2 separate regions of the Cricetulus griseus genome follow, and region 2 is linked to region 1. Evidence: chromatin contacts called from public Micro-C data. All regions are on one chromosome and are shown on one strand. Each heading gives the region's core, a stretch centred on a gene start, on an enhancer-like site or on the middle of the called end of the contact. The rest is flanking DNA. Distances are from core to core; before and after follow the strand shown.

Region 1 (7,174 bases), core at 3,749-6,248:
GAGCCACCGTGTGGCTGTTGAGAATTGAACCCCAGCCCTCTACAAGAGCACGTGCTTTCTTTATTTTCTGTTTTATTTTCTATGTGTGAATATTTTGCCCACATGTGTGTATGTGTACCACATGACTCTGTGATACCTTCATAAGTCAGAAGAAGGTTCCAGATCCTTCGGAACTGGAGTTATAGATGGTTGTGAGCTGCCCTATGGGTACTGGGAATGAACCCACGTCCTCTGCAGCAGTCCAGTGCTCTTAACTGCTGAGCCAGCTCTCTAGCCCCCAAACAGATTTTTTTTAAAGTAAACAATAAGAAACTAGGATTGTGGGATGTGGTGGTCCACATCTTTAGTCCCAGCACTTAAGAGACAGAAGCAGGTAGTTATCTGAACAAGAGGCCAACCTAGTTTCTCAATGGTGAGTTTCAGGCTAGCCAGGGCTGTATTGTAAGACCGCTCCATCTCAAAAAAAAAAAAAAAAAAAAAAAAAGGAGGAAAGGGAAGGAGAGAGAGAGAGAGAGAGAGAGAGAGAGAGAGAGAGAGAAAGAGAAGAAACTAGGACAAATTAGTTGAGATTGTCTGATTTTAAAATCCTTTTTTTTTAGATTTTATTTATTTATTATGTATACAACATTCTGCTTCCATGTATATCTGCACATCAGAAGAGGGCACCAGATCTTATAACGGATGGATGGTTGTGAGCCACCATGTGGTTGCTGGGAATTGCACTCAGGACCTCTGGAAGAGCAGTCAGTGCTCTTAACCGCTGAGCCATCTCTCCAGCCCACAAATCCTTTTTTTTTTTTTTTTTTTCCTTTTTTTCAGAAGTGTAAGTTATTCTTAGTACTGGAAGTAGAGCACTGAGTTTAAAGGGTCAGTGTCATGATTAAGTATGTCACATAGAGTAGCCCATGAGTCCTGTGGTTAACTATACAATTGAAAAGTGAGCTCTGCCAGACATAGTAGCACACCCCTTTAATCCCAGTACTTGGGAGGCAGATCGAAGCCAGCCTGGTCTACATAGCAGGTTCCAGGACAGCCAGGACTACATAGTGAAACCCTGTTTCAAAAAACAAACAAAAACAAAAACCTTATGTGATTTTTTTTTTCTTTCTAAATTTGAGTGACTGAAACAAAAAACATTCTGAGCTTCCCTGAACATTTAGGATCAGCTGTTTTACCCTGGCCTTGGAATCACATTCTCTCTCTCTCTCTCTCTCTCTCTTTCTCTCTCTCTCTCTCTCTCTCTCTCTCTCTCGCTCTCTCTTTAAGATTTATTATGTATATCTGTGTTTTATTCATATATATTTATACAAATATAAAATACATACATGCTTATTTTATATGTGTATGAATGTTTTGCCTGCTAGAAGGCGGCATTTGATTCCCTGGAAGTGGAGTTATGAATGGTTCTTAGTCACCATCTGTCTGCTGGGAATGGAACCCAGGTCCTCTACAAGAAAGCAACAGGGGCTGGAGAGATTCCTGACAACCACAGGATGGCTCACAGCCATCTGTAATGAGGTCTAGTGCCCTCTTCTGGTATACATGCAGGCAGAACATAATAAGAAAGAGCAGCAAGTGCTCTAAACTGCAGAGCCATCTCCCCAGTCCTTCACTGGGGGATTCTAGGCAAGTGCTCTACCATTCTTGGTAATTTAGCACATACTAATCACTGTTATTTGACACGAACTCAATCCAGCAATTATTTATGGTCTACTTCCTACTTACATGTAATTATCATACATGTACTTATCATACATGCATGACTTTTGATGAGTATTAATCATATTTATGTTTTTTGGGGGGCCAGAAAATAGTTAAGTGAAAAAATATAGTTTTTAAAAAAGGAGCACTAAAGATGGTTCAGCAGTTAAGTAGTGCACCTGCATACATGCAGGCAAAACATTCATACACATAAAATTCAAAAATAATAGCTGGGCACCGCTAATAATAGGTGGCCCGCACCTTTAATTCCAGCACTCAGGGCAGAGGCAGAGGCAGGTGGATGTCTGAGTTCAAGACCAGCCTAGTCTACAGAGTGAGTTCCAGGACACCCAGAGTTACACCGAGAAACCCTGTCTCGAAAAGCCAAAATAGTAATAGTAGTAATGAAAAGGACATGAAAAAATAAGAGAGAATGAGCTGGAGAGATGGCTCACTAGTTAGAGAGCTTGCCATTCTCTCAGAGGACCCAGGTTCAGTTCTTAGTACCCAACCACCCAATAGCAGCACACAGCCACACAACAGCACATAGTCACCAACAACAGCAGCACACAGAACACAACATCACACAGACACACAGCAACAACACACAGACACACAACATCACACAGACACACAGCAGCAGCACACAGACACACAACAACAACACACAGACACACAGCAACAACACACAGCCACACAACATCACACAGCCACACAACAACAACACACAGACACACAACATCACACAGCCACACAGCAACAACACACAGACACACAACAGCACACAGACATACAACATCACATAGACACACAGCAACAACACACAGACACACAGCAGCAGCACACAGACACACAACAACATCACACAGCCACACAGCAACAACACACAGACACACAACAGCAGCACACAGACACACAACAGCATACAGACACACAACAGCAGCACACAGACATACAACATCACACAGCCACACAGCAGCAACACACAGACACACAACAACAGCACAGACACACAACAGCAGCACACAGACACACAACAGCACACTGACACACAACAATAGTACACAGACACACAACAGCACACAGCCACCTTTAACCCTAGTTCCGGGGTATCTGACACTCTCTTCTGACTTCTGCAGCTTCATGCATACATGTGATGTCCATCCATATACTTAGGCTTACAAACATACACATAAAATAAATGTTTTTCTTTAAAAAAAGAAAATACACCCATAGTCACCCATAATGGCTCATTCCTGTAATGTTAGCTTTCTGAAGCTCGATGAGGGAAGGCTGAGTTTAAGGCCAAGGAAAAGTAAATCCTCCTAAAATAAAAAATAAAAATAAAAAAAGTTTTTAAGTGCTGGGGAGATGGCTCAGAAGTTAAGAGCACTGGCTGCCCTTCCAGAGGTCCTGAGTTCAATTCCCAGCACCCACATGGTGACTCACAGACATTTGTAATGAGATCTGGTGCCCTCTTCTGGCATGCAGGCATACATGCAGGCAGAATGCTGTGTGTATAATAAATAAATAAAAAGAAGTTTTTAGGGGGCTGAAGAGATGGCTCAGCGGTTAAGAGCACTGACTGTTCTTCCAGACGTCCTGAGTTCAATTCCCAGCAACCACATGGTGGCTCACAACCATCTGTGATGAGATCTGGTGCCCTCTTCTGATGTGCAGGCACATGTGCATGCAGGACGAAAACTGTATAGACTGTATATATAATTAATAAATAAGTAAAATCTAAAAGAGAGAGAGAGAGAGAGAGAGAGAGAGAGAGAGGTTTTTAAAAGGACTGGGTACATAGTTCAATGGAAATGTTTGTTCTCACCTAGGATGTTCAAGGTTGAATCCGTGGTTTTTTAGTTTTTGGGGTTTTTTGTTTTTTGTTTTTTCATTGAGATAGGGTTTTTCTGTGTAGCCATGGCTGTCCTTGAACTCGCTTTGTAACCAAGCTGGCCTCTAACTCAGAGACCTACTTCGCTCTGCCTCCTGAGTGCTGGGATCATTAAAACCAAGCTAATCCTTAGTATATGCACTCTCTCTCTCTCTCTCTCTCTCTCTCTCTCTCTCTCTCTCTCTCTCTCTCTCTCTTTCTCACTCACACACACACACACACCCATCCCCTCCCACACACAGCCTCAAAAGGAAAGAAAAGAACATACAGAATTGTCAGTATTTATCCCCAGCTCTATACATTTATTTGTTTGTTTGTTTGTTTTGGTTTTTGGAGGCAGGGTTTCTCTATATTGCTTTGGAGCCTGTCCTGGAACTCGCTGTGTAGACCAGGCCGGCTTTGAACTCAGAGATCCGCCTGCCTCTGCCTCCTTAGTGCTGGGATTAAAGGCGTGCGCCAACAACACCTGGCTACATTTATTTTCCTTTAAAAAGAGAAGGTAACTTGTTTTGAGTGACTTCTGTGTGTCCTGCCTTACAGCATCACCTCTTGGTGTTTCTCATCAGCTTTGATCATTGCGCTCATTGTCTAAATGAACTAACTCTAGGGCAGGTCTCTCACACAGGGCGGCTTAGTGCATACAGCCATCAGGACTCTGCTGGGAGAAAGAAGGTAGAGTCTGAGTGGTGACGAAGTGGCTCAGTGAGCAAGGCTGGTCACCAAGCCTCAGAAGGAGGGCACTGGTTCACACTGGCTTTCTGCTGCCTTGCACCAGCCCTGCGTACTAAGCACATACCCACACACACATACACAGTGCACACACCTGAAATAAGTAAACAAATATAATTAAAAAAAAAAACGATTGCAAAGAAGAAGACAGAGTTCGAGGTTCTCCCTTTCACATCAGTAGGACCCTGTTGAGAGGTGAAATGAGGTTGAAATCTGTCCCGTTTAAGCTATTTAGGAAGGGCTTGTACTCAACTGCTTAGCTGTCCCAGTACTTAAACTTTAGCTGTTCCTCTCGGCTGTACAGATTTTCCATATGTCAGTACATTCCTCCCACCACCCCCCTCCACTTTGGTTTCTTTGAATGACCTAGTTTGTGTCTTTTGGGGTCAGAGCACTATGCCTCTGGCATGAGTTGAGTTTAAACAGATTTTGAGGCAGATAAATTTCTGAAATCCAAGTCAGGTGTGGTGGTGCACACCTTTAATTCCAGCAGAGGCAGAGGCAGGCCAGGCTGGTCTGCAGCATGAGTTCCAGGACACCCAGGGCTACACGAGAGATCTGCCTCAAAAAAGGAACGATGCAGATGGATAAACTCTGTATTCCATAGCACAGGGCTAGGGTGAGGGTGATCTGGTTGTAGGAAAGTTTGCTTAAATATTTTGTGGCTGAGTCAGAATGCTTCTGCCCCCGGAGTACAGATAACTTGTGCATGCCTGAGCTGGCAGTGTGTGCACACAGTCTATTGGAGTCTTTTTTCTCATTACTGGATTCGGTGTCTTGGGCTCATGCATCCTGTGTGGACATTACATCCCTTTTGCTCACTCTTCTGCTTCCAGAGGGTTGAGTGAATGGTTATTTGGGTCAAAATTACCCTGTAAAAAATTAGTTTCGCCGGGGCTGGAGAGATGGCTCAGTGGTTAAGAGCACTGACTGCTCTTCCAGAGGTCCTGAGTTCAATTCCCAGCAACCACATGGTGGCTCACAACCATCTATGATGAGATCTTGTGCCCTCTTCTGCAGATATACATGGAAGCAGAATGTTGTATACATAATAAATAAATAAAATCTTTAAAAAAAATTAGTTTCGCTCGGCGTTGGTGGTACACGCCTTTAATCCCAGCACTCGGAAGACAGAGGCAGGCGGATCTTTGTGATTTTGAGGCCAGCCTGGTCTACAGAGCAAGTGCCAGGATAGACTCCAAAGCTACACAAAGAAACCCTGTCTCGAAACCCCCCCCCAAAAAAAAATTAGTTTCATTGTCTTTCTACAGTACAACTCGTCCGTATCATAAATTAACTTTTAATGACTGCATCCTTTCATTTGCTACAGCATGGCAGGGAGACACACAAGAGCAGGGTGGACTTACTCTGCTCTGTTTCATCTAGCCTCTTAAATCCGATTACTGTGTACCTTTCGGGCAGAACCCTGCTACCCTGCTAGCTGTAAATATCCTCTCCCTATTTAGCAGGACCTGGTAATCCTGAGATCCTGCCCTCCATCCTGGGCTAATACAGTGTGCTGTTGCACTTGTGTTCCCTGGGCCGAGCTTGAGATGCTGTTTATCGTGTTATTGGAAGGAAGAAAGCATTAGCTGAACTTTCGCTTTCTGTGTCATTTCACTTACGTGTGAGGCATCTGATGTCACTGCCTAATAAGGAAGAGTGTTCATTAGAGATTAAACGTATATGGGGCTGGAGAGATGGCTCAGTGGTTAAGAGCACTGACTGCTCCTCCAGAGGACCATGGTTCAATTTCCAGCTCCCACATGGTAGCTCACAACTGTCTGTAACTCCAGTTCCAGGGGACCTTACATCCATGGCAGAACACCAGTGCATATAAAATAAAAATAAATTAACTAAAAAAAATACAAGAAAGTGTATATTCTGTCCTGTTAGGTTAAGAAGAAGTGCCCATAGTTAGAAAGACTTACTTCTTCTCTGGGCCAGACTCCTTTAATGACTAGAAATGAAGGGAGCGGGGACAGGTGTGGTGATGCCCACTTTTATCGCAGCAGCACCCAGGAGGCAGAGGCAGGATTCCTGTTGAGGCCAGCCAGGGCTACATAACCAACCCACTCTCAAAACAAAACAAAATAGGGAAATAAAGGCCGGACTAGGGATGAAGCTTGCAGTAGCATGCCCAACTAAGGTGCAAAGCCCTGGTTCAGCCTGTCTCCTGAGGAGGGAAGTTCTGTCACTTCAGTGGGATGCTGCAACAAAGAATCGGTATTCTTCCCTTAATTGTTCAGTTTCAGATGTTCTGAGTAGGTAGGAAAAACTTGATCTCCAGGCAATAGTATGTATATCTAGTGACTCCTTTCCTTGTTTAAGAGTTACTTTTTGTTTGTTTAATTATGTGGGTATGTGCATGGGTGCAGGTGCCCTAGGAGGCCAGAGGATCAGATCCTGCTGGAGCTGGAGTTACAAGCAGCTTGAAGCCAACCCACGTTGGTGCAAGACTCGAACCTGGGTCCTCTGCAAGAGAAGTATATTCTCTTAGCTCTGCCCCACCTCTCTGGTCCTATTCAAGTGATTTCTTAGTTGAGGAGGCACTTGATGAGAACTGAAAATGCTAATTTTAAACTTTGTAGACAACAAATAATGTTTATACTTCCTTGACAGTTTCTACTCTAGGGAGGTAATGCATGGGAGTTTTACTTGTAGCATTTAGTATGTTAATTTGATGAATTCCATTTTGGGGTGTATGGTAGGAGCTAATGGGACCCTTCCTGTATCCAGTCAGGGACTTGGGATGAGTAAGTCAATGTTTTCCCCCATTCTTGGTGCTTTTATATTCCTGGCCTTCGGGGTCTGAAAAGGTGCATTAGAAATTAATGGTTTCAGTAC
Region 2 (6,570 bases), core at 1,414-3,913, 68 kb after region 1:
GGGGGAGGAGGACCACAGGGCTCCTCTGCTTCCCCAGGCCTTGGCCTTTTCCAGCACTAGTGGGGAGGAGTGACTCCTCTCCTCCATCCCCCACACTTCCTTTAAGAAACCAGAGGCCTCTCCTGGCACAAAACCCCAGAGCTGGCCCATGCAATTGCAAACTAATTATACAGCAAATTTTGTTATCCCCGCCCTCAGCCTGCGGTGGCCCTTCTGCCTTTTGTTGGTTGTATATGTATGGTTTTTAATTGCTAAACAGTGACTCATTTAGATCGGTCCCCTCCTCGTCTATGTCCCTCCCTCCCTACCACCAAGGAAATAGCCCCCATCTACAATCTGGACTGCCCGGCTTCCTCATACCGCAGAGGCCCCACTAGTCTCCAGGGGCCCCCACCCTAAACATACACGCCCAGTCCTACCAAACCTAACCTTGCTCCCTTATCACAAGACCCCTAGCCCGAGCTTTCAAGATGGCCCAGACGCGTAGATCAACTCCTTCCTTCGGTGTGACTCAATCCCAAGAGGCAGGGGACCCGAGAGGAACCTGGGAGGAGCCCCCTTCCAGTGAAAGGGACGGAAGTATGCCCTAGTCCAGTTCCCTAGCCAGGCCCAGAGGCCTAAGAGGGGGAAGGCGGGTTTGACATTGGCTGCTGCAGCAGGGTGTATACAATGGGAGGGGGTGCGGTTCCGTAATCACCCAGCCGGCAGCCCAGGGGAGCCAGCTGCCTGAAACCAGATTTCAAGGCGGCTCAACCTTAAACCCACAGGATTCTTTTTCCGTCTTCCACCTCCCCTCCCCAAATGTGGGAGGGCTGTGTAAGAGGGCAGGGCTGGGAGGAAAGGGTTAGACACATACTTTAAGGTTTGTTCATGCAGGCGCAGGAGCATACAAATACATAGAGAGCAGCCTCAGCCTGGGGAGCGTCCGCTGGGACCGATCGGAAGAGCTGACAGTTGGGGACTCCTGAACAGCCAGCCCGGCCTTGCCCAGCTAGATACCAGAGTTCTGCTCTACCTCCGGAAGCCCCCCCCCCAATGTGTTTCCAATAGAGCTTAAAACTAACATGGCTGCTTTTGTTTACTTCCTCATTGGTATGCCAGCATCATGGATCATGTCAGCCACAGCAGCGGCACCAGGACACTCATTACATAAACAGCAGCTGGAGAAGCAGGACCGGGGTCACTGCCTTGGTGACTTCCCGTAGAGCTTACAGAAACAATGCTGGGGGAGGGAGCTGCGCAAAACAGAAGAGCAACATCCAAACTACTTCTAACAGCCTCCCTCAATTCCATAAATGACTTGCAAAAGGGAGCCTAAGGGCACAGGTGCGGGAACGCACCCAGCAGCCAGGCCCTTCTTCTCAGGACCTTGTCCCCCAAACTTTCACAGAAAAGAGTTTGGAACCAGGGCCTCTAGGCTAATGCCGCAAGAGTCAGGATGTATGGTGATGGGTGGCCCCTAGGCAGGATGTGAGTGTGTGTGTGTGTGTGTGTGTGTGTGTGCGCGCGCGTTCAGTGTACTTGCCCGTATCTCATTCCTCCGGATCTCCACGTCGCACACCGAGTGTCCCTGATGCGCGCCGCTGTAGTAGCAGCAGTACTGGCACACGGCCACCTGCTCGGCCTCGCAGTGGTACAGGCGGTAGGCGTTGTGCTGCGGGCAGCTCCAGGCCCGCACGTCGTCCGCCTCCACCAGGAGGTGCCCGCGGGCGGTGGAGGGCTGCTGCAGGTGCGTCTGCACGTGGGACTGGCAGCAGGGCGCCTCGCAGCGCAGGCAGACCTTCTGCGCCGGCAGCGGGGGGCCGCGGCGACAGAACACGCAGTGCAGGGCCGTCGGCGGCTTCTCCACGTGCAGGGCGTTGAACTTCTCCACGATGTTGGTGAGCTTCAGGTTCTTCTCCAGGCCCGGCTTCTGATTGTAGGCCTGGTTGCATTCCGGGCAGCGCACCAGGCCACTGTCCTTGGCCCAAGCCTCGCCGATGCAGCCCCGGCAGAAGTTATGTTTGCACGGCAGCTGCACCGGTTCCACGAAGACGTGCAGGCAGATGGGGCAGATGAGCTCCTCCTCAAAGCAGTTCTTCCAATTCTCCGCCATGGCGGCCGCGGGCAGGGGGCCCGAGGAGACCTCCCTAATTCCCCAACCGTGGGGGTCCGTCGGATGCAGCTGGGGACCCACCGAGCCCGGAGCTCCGGTCCCTGCCGGCCCCGCCAGTCGCTCAGTCACCAGCGCCTTCCGCGTGCCCGCCCCCCAGAGGAGGGAGCCTGGGTCCTCGCGCCGCGCGCGCCGCCGGCTGCGTCTCCTCCTCCTGGCGAGTGCCTAGCGGGAGGCGGCGGGCTGCGCCAGGGCCGCGGCCGGGCCACCAGCCCTGGAGGGGAGAGCCGTGGTCCAAATTCCATATAACAGGCCGCCTCCCGGTCGGTGCGGCTAGGGCAGGGGCGCCCCGCGGCCTGCGCTCGGCCCCGCGGCTGACATCGGGGCGCGCCCCGCGGCGCACCGAGCGGGGGAGCCGCACTGTTCCTTGGGTGGCGGTCGCGGCGACCGTGGCTCCCTCCCGGCTGCTCCGAGCCGCGCCTTCCTTGCCTGGCTCCCGGCCGAGGTCCGAGGGGGGCACGGGAAGCTAGTTCGGCCCCGCCGAAGCTGCCTCGATCCGGAGCCGGCGAGCGAGGCGCGCCGGCGGCCCCCGGGCCGTGGCGCGGGCGTCCCCCAGCTGGCCGGCCGGCTGCGGGTTGCAGGGCGCGGGCGGGCCGACTCCGGGGCGCTGCGTGCGCGCTGGGGCAGTCATTCAGATGAAATTCCAGTCCCCGGCCAGAGACACCAGCCCGCCTCTGCCTTCCTCCTCCCTTCACAAATAGAAACGGAAGGGGGAGGGAGAGAAGTGGAAAAAAAAAAAAAAAAAAGCCACCAGAGAGGGAGGGAGGAGGGAGGGAGGGAGGGAGGGAGAAGCCCGGGAGGTGCTCCGGCCTGACCCCCTTGTCGCTACTTGTGCGCTCCCCGGAGGCCCAGCGCAGGGCGCCCCCGACGCGGAGAGACCCCGCTCCCTGTCCCCGCGCTGGGCGGGCGGCTCGCCCCGCGCTGAGGAAAACAAGGATTGATCAAACTAGAAAGGAATTTTTCTCAACTGCTAATGAACAGGAGGCTCGGCTCCCGGCCCCCCTCCCCCCGCCCGGCCCTCCCCCTTCGCCCCCACCCCTCCCCCCCACTTTCTTTTCTTCTCGGCCTCTGCTCCGGCCTGGAAGGCTCCGGGCTGCGGTCGGAGCCAGCCTGCGGCGGCGGGGCCGGGCGAGCCAGCCGGGCCGGGTGCGTCTTCAGCGCCCAGCCATCTTGAGCTCCCAGCGGCCGCGGTGGGGCCGGGGTCCGGGCGCGCGCCTGAGGGTCCTGCAGCTCGCTTTTTTTTTCCCCTCCCTTTGGTGGGATTTTTTTTTTTCCTCCAAGGGGAGGGCTGACGGCCTCCAGCAAATTAGGAGAGAGGGAAGGAGGAAAATGCCAAGTCTTGATTTCTCTCCACCTCTGCTCCACCCATCCCGGTCCTTTCCAAAAAAATCTTTTTAAGAGATTAGAATGGGAAGAAGTCGGCAGAACGGCGAGCGCCTGCGGCCCCCAGCGCTGCCCAGGAGACGCGTCCGGGGCGTCGCTCGGTCCGCGGGTCCGTTTGTCCCCTCCCGCAGCTTCTCAAGTGTGGAGAGGGCGGGCACTCGGGCGGGCAGGGTCTCCGCTGCGGCTGTCGCTTCAGAGCTTTATCCTCAGATCAAAAAAAGAAAAAAGGAAGAAAAAGAAAAACAGGGGGGGAAAAGATAGGACCCACCCCCCCGCAAGCCCGAAGACGCTCATCACAGCCACCTTCAGCCATCTTGCGTGCATTATTTCAAGAATAATCTGTTTAATAGCGATAGCTGCGTCTCCGGCCCCCTTCTCCGCATCCTGGGGTCCCGCCCCCTTTTAATAATAATCTCGATAATAAAGATGATCGGCGGGTGGCCGGGGCAGCGGGAGGCTGCGTGCCCCTGCCCGGGGTCTCTCCGGCTCCCCCGGGAAGGGGGTCGGGGCAGGGGCTGGGGTGCGGCCCAGCGGCCCCCGCCTGGGGCAGCACGGACGGGCGGGGGCGGGAGCCAGCCGGACCCACGGAGGGGCACCCTGGGGTGCTCCGTCTCGGCCCGGGTTCGCAGCCGCCCCGGATACAATGGGCTCCAAGCAGAGCGAGGCCGGCAAGATGGGGGCGCGAGGAGGGGGAAGGACGGCAGAGCCCGGGGCTCGCCGACCAGGGTGATGGCAGCGCGGGGCGGGGGTCCCTACATCGGGGCCGGTCCCGCTACTCGGGCAGGGGCGGGGAGACGGAGGGGGAGGTGAAGGGAAAACGGCCGGCGGCGCCTTTAATCAGCACCCGCTGGCTCAGCCCACCCGGTAGAGCGACAGGAACGGGGAGGGGGGAGGGGAGGGGCGTACTTTCCGGAAGTGCTGCTACAGCGGCTCGGGTTCCTGGCCCCGCCCCTTTCCCTGTCTGGAACTAGGGCTGCTCCTGAAGCGGCTTATGCTATTGGTCCTCAAGGGTAGACTCCTCCCCCTTGAGGCGTGGCGAGCCGTCGCGATCTCACGTGACTTGCACTAACTTCGGTACATTAAACATTGGGTGCCGAAGGCGGGGCTCTGTCCAAGCTTCTTAAAACGGCAATGATCCCTCCTGGCTGTGGGACCATTTTTTTCCTGGGCCTTTTCAGCTGTAGCTCTTTTTACTTGAGAGGAAAGAAGGGTTGTCAATCAGTCTGCTCAAGTGTCTAGAGGAATTGAGCAGGGAATTGCAAAGGTTCACCGTGGAGCTATTGCCCGATCTCCTCGATACTTTTCCCCCCACATCTCTGAAGCTTAAAACTACCAAGCTAGTAATTCCTATTGACAAGGACACTGATGCCTAAAGAACTGTAGACATCCATCCCTGAATTAGTTGGTCAGTCAATGAATATACAGTATAACAAAGACCTCTTACACCGGGGACATTTTTCTAGGCCAAGGGGGTTTCTTGGAAAAACGTACATTAAAAAAAAAAAAATACTGAGTATATGAAGCATAATTTCTAAGAGTAAGAGGCACACAAAGGCTCTAAGTAAAAGTGACATTTGAGCCCACACTGAATGTGCTGCAAGAATCAAGCTAGTGACAACCTGAGAAGAACTCTCATCAAAAGGCAAAGACAAACGCCCAAGCTTGTTCCTGGGCAGAAAGAGGGCATCATGGGAGGGAGAGAAATAGGTAGGAGCCAGAACACACAGGATATTGCCAGTCACCGACACAGGAAGAAATTTGGACTCTAAACTGGTTGTGAGCCTCTGGGCTTGATATATATTGGAAGGAGAACCAACAGGACTTACTGTTGGATTAGCTATGGGGCATCGGAGAATCCACATAACAATAGGAGCTAGGAATAGGACCCAGATGTACTTATCATTATTGTATAGCCTGCTAAGCATATACACACGTTTATTTCCTCCATTATCTTACACAGTGTTTTATCTAGTGTGTGGTGGAGGCAACTGAACCCATAGCTTTGCACATGCTAGGGAAACTTTGGCCAAGCTACATCACCGGCCAGCCCTGTGTGTGTGTGCACATTGCAGCACGCACCCAGGGCAGAGCATAGGGTTGGTTGGTGTTGTTCCTCAGGTGTGCCTGTTTTGTTGTTGTTTTTCAGTTTGTTTTTGAGACATGGTTCTCTCACTTGTCTGGAAACCACCAAATAGACTTGGTTGGCTGTTGCCACTTCCCCAGCACAGGGCTCACGAGCACAGTGCACCACCGCCATGCCTGGCTTTTTACATGGGCTTTGGGGATCCACTTTGACCCTCATGCCCACAAGCTTGAGCTATCTAGCAAGCCCCGAGTCCTTTTTGAAATTTTTGTTTGTTTGTTTGTTTTTCAAGACAGGGTTTCTCTGTGGTGTTGGAGGCTGTGCTGGAACTAGCTTTTGTAGACCAGGCTGGTCTCGAACTCACAGAAATCTGTCTGCCTCTGCCTCCCCAGTGCTGGAATTAAAGTCGTGCACCACCACTACCTGGCTCTTAAAATTTTTTGTTGTTGTTGTTTTCATTTTCTGGTTGCTTTTTGTTTGTTTGTTTTTGAGATAGGGTTTTTCTGTGTAGCTCTGGCTGTCCTGGAACACGATCTGTTGACCAGACTGGCCTCGAACTCACAGAAATCCTCCTGCCTCTGCCTCCCAAGTGCTGTGACTAAAGTTATGTGCCACCACCGCCTGACTTTTTAAAATTCTTAATCAAAATATATAATGCTTGTACGTAGTTATGCTGACTAGTTTTATGTCAACTTGACATAAGCTAAAGTTATTCTAGAAGAAGGAATCTCAGTTGAGAGAATGCTCCCTCCAGATTGGCCTATTGGCAAGCCTGTGAGACATTTTCTTGATTGATAATGACTGATATGGGAGGTGCCATCCCTGGGCTGATGGTCCTGGGTTCTATAAGAAAGCTGACTGAGGGAGCTGGAGAGATGGCTCAGCAGTTAAGAACACTGTCGGCCCTCCCAGAAGACCCTGGTTCAATTCTCAGCACCCATATGGCAGCTCA

The links. A called contact is a pair of places that touch in the nucleus more often than the background predicts.
Region 2: a contact with region 1 is called in a Micro-C map of the CHO-K1 cell line, with 1.8 times the contacts expected there. The contact joins the promoter of Trim8 here to the enhancer-like site in region 1. A contact is called at or near these places in 2 of 8 Hi-C or Micro-C datasets (both in the CHO-K1 cell line).

The regions. Positions count from the first base shown.
Region 1 is chr3:15,002,198-15,009,371 of CriGri-PICRH-1.0, forward strand. All of the region lies in intron 1 of Arl3 (ADP-ribosylation factor-like protein 3), which reads left to right. Among named protein-coding and RNA genes, the nearest start is that of Arl3, 6.4 kb to the left of the region's middle. Within about 2 kb of position 4,999, at least 2 of the 6 cell types and tissues checked have open chromatin away from gene starts, as enhancers often do. A contact at or near this core is called in the CHO-K1 cell line, where this site is marked.
Region 2 is chr3:15,072,676-15,079,245 of CriGri-PICRH-1.0, forward strand. It overlaps Trim8 (E3 ubiquitin-protein ligase TRIM8), which reads right to left and starts at 2,664. Exons shown (of 6, transcript XM_027407120.2): 1 at 1,526-2,664. The coding sequence starts at 2,095.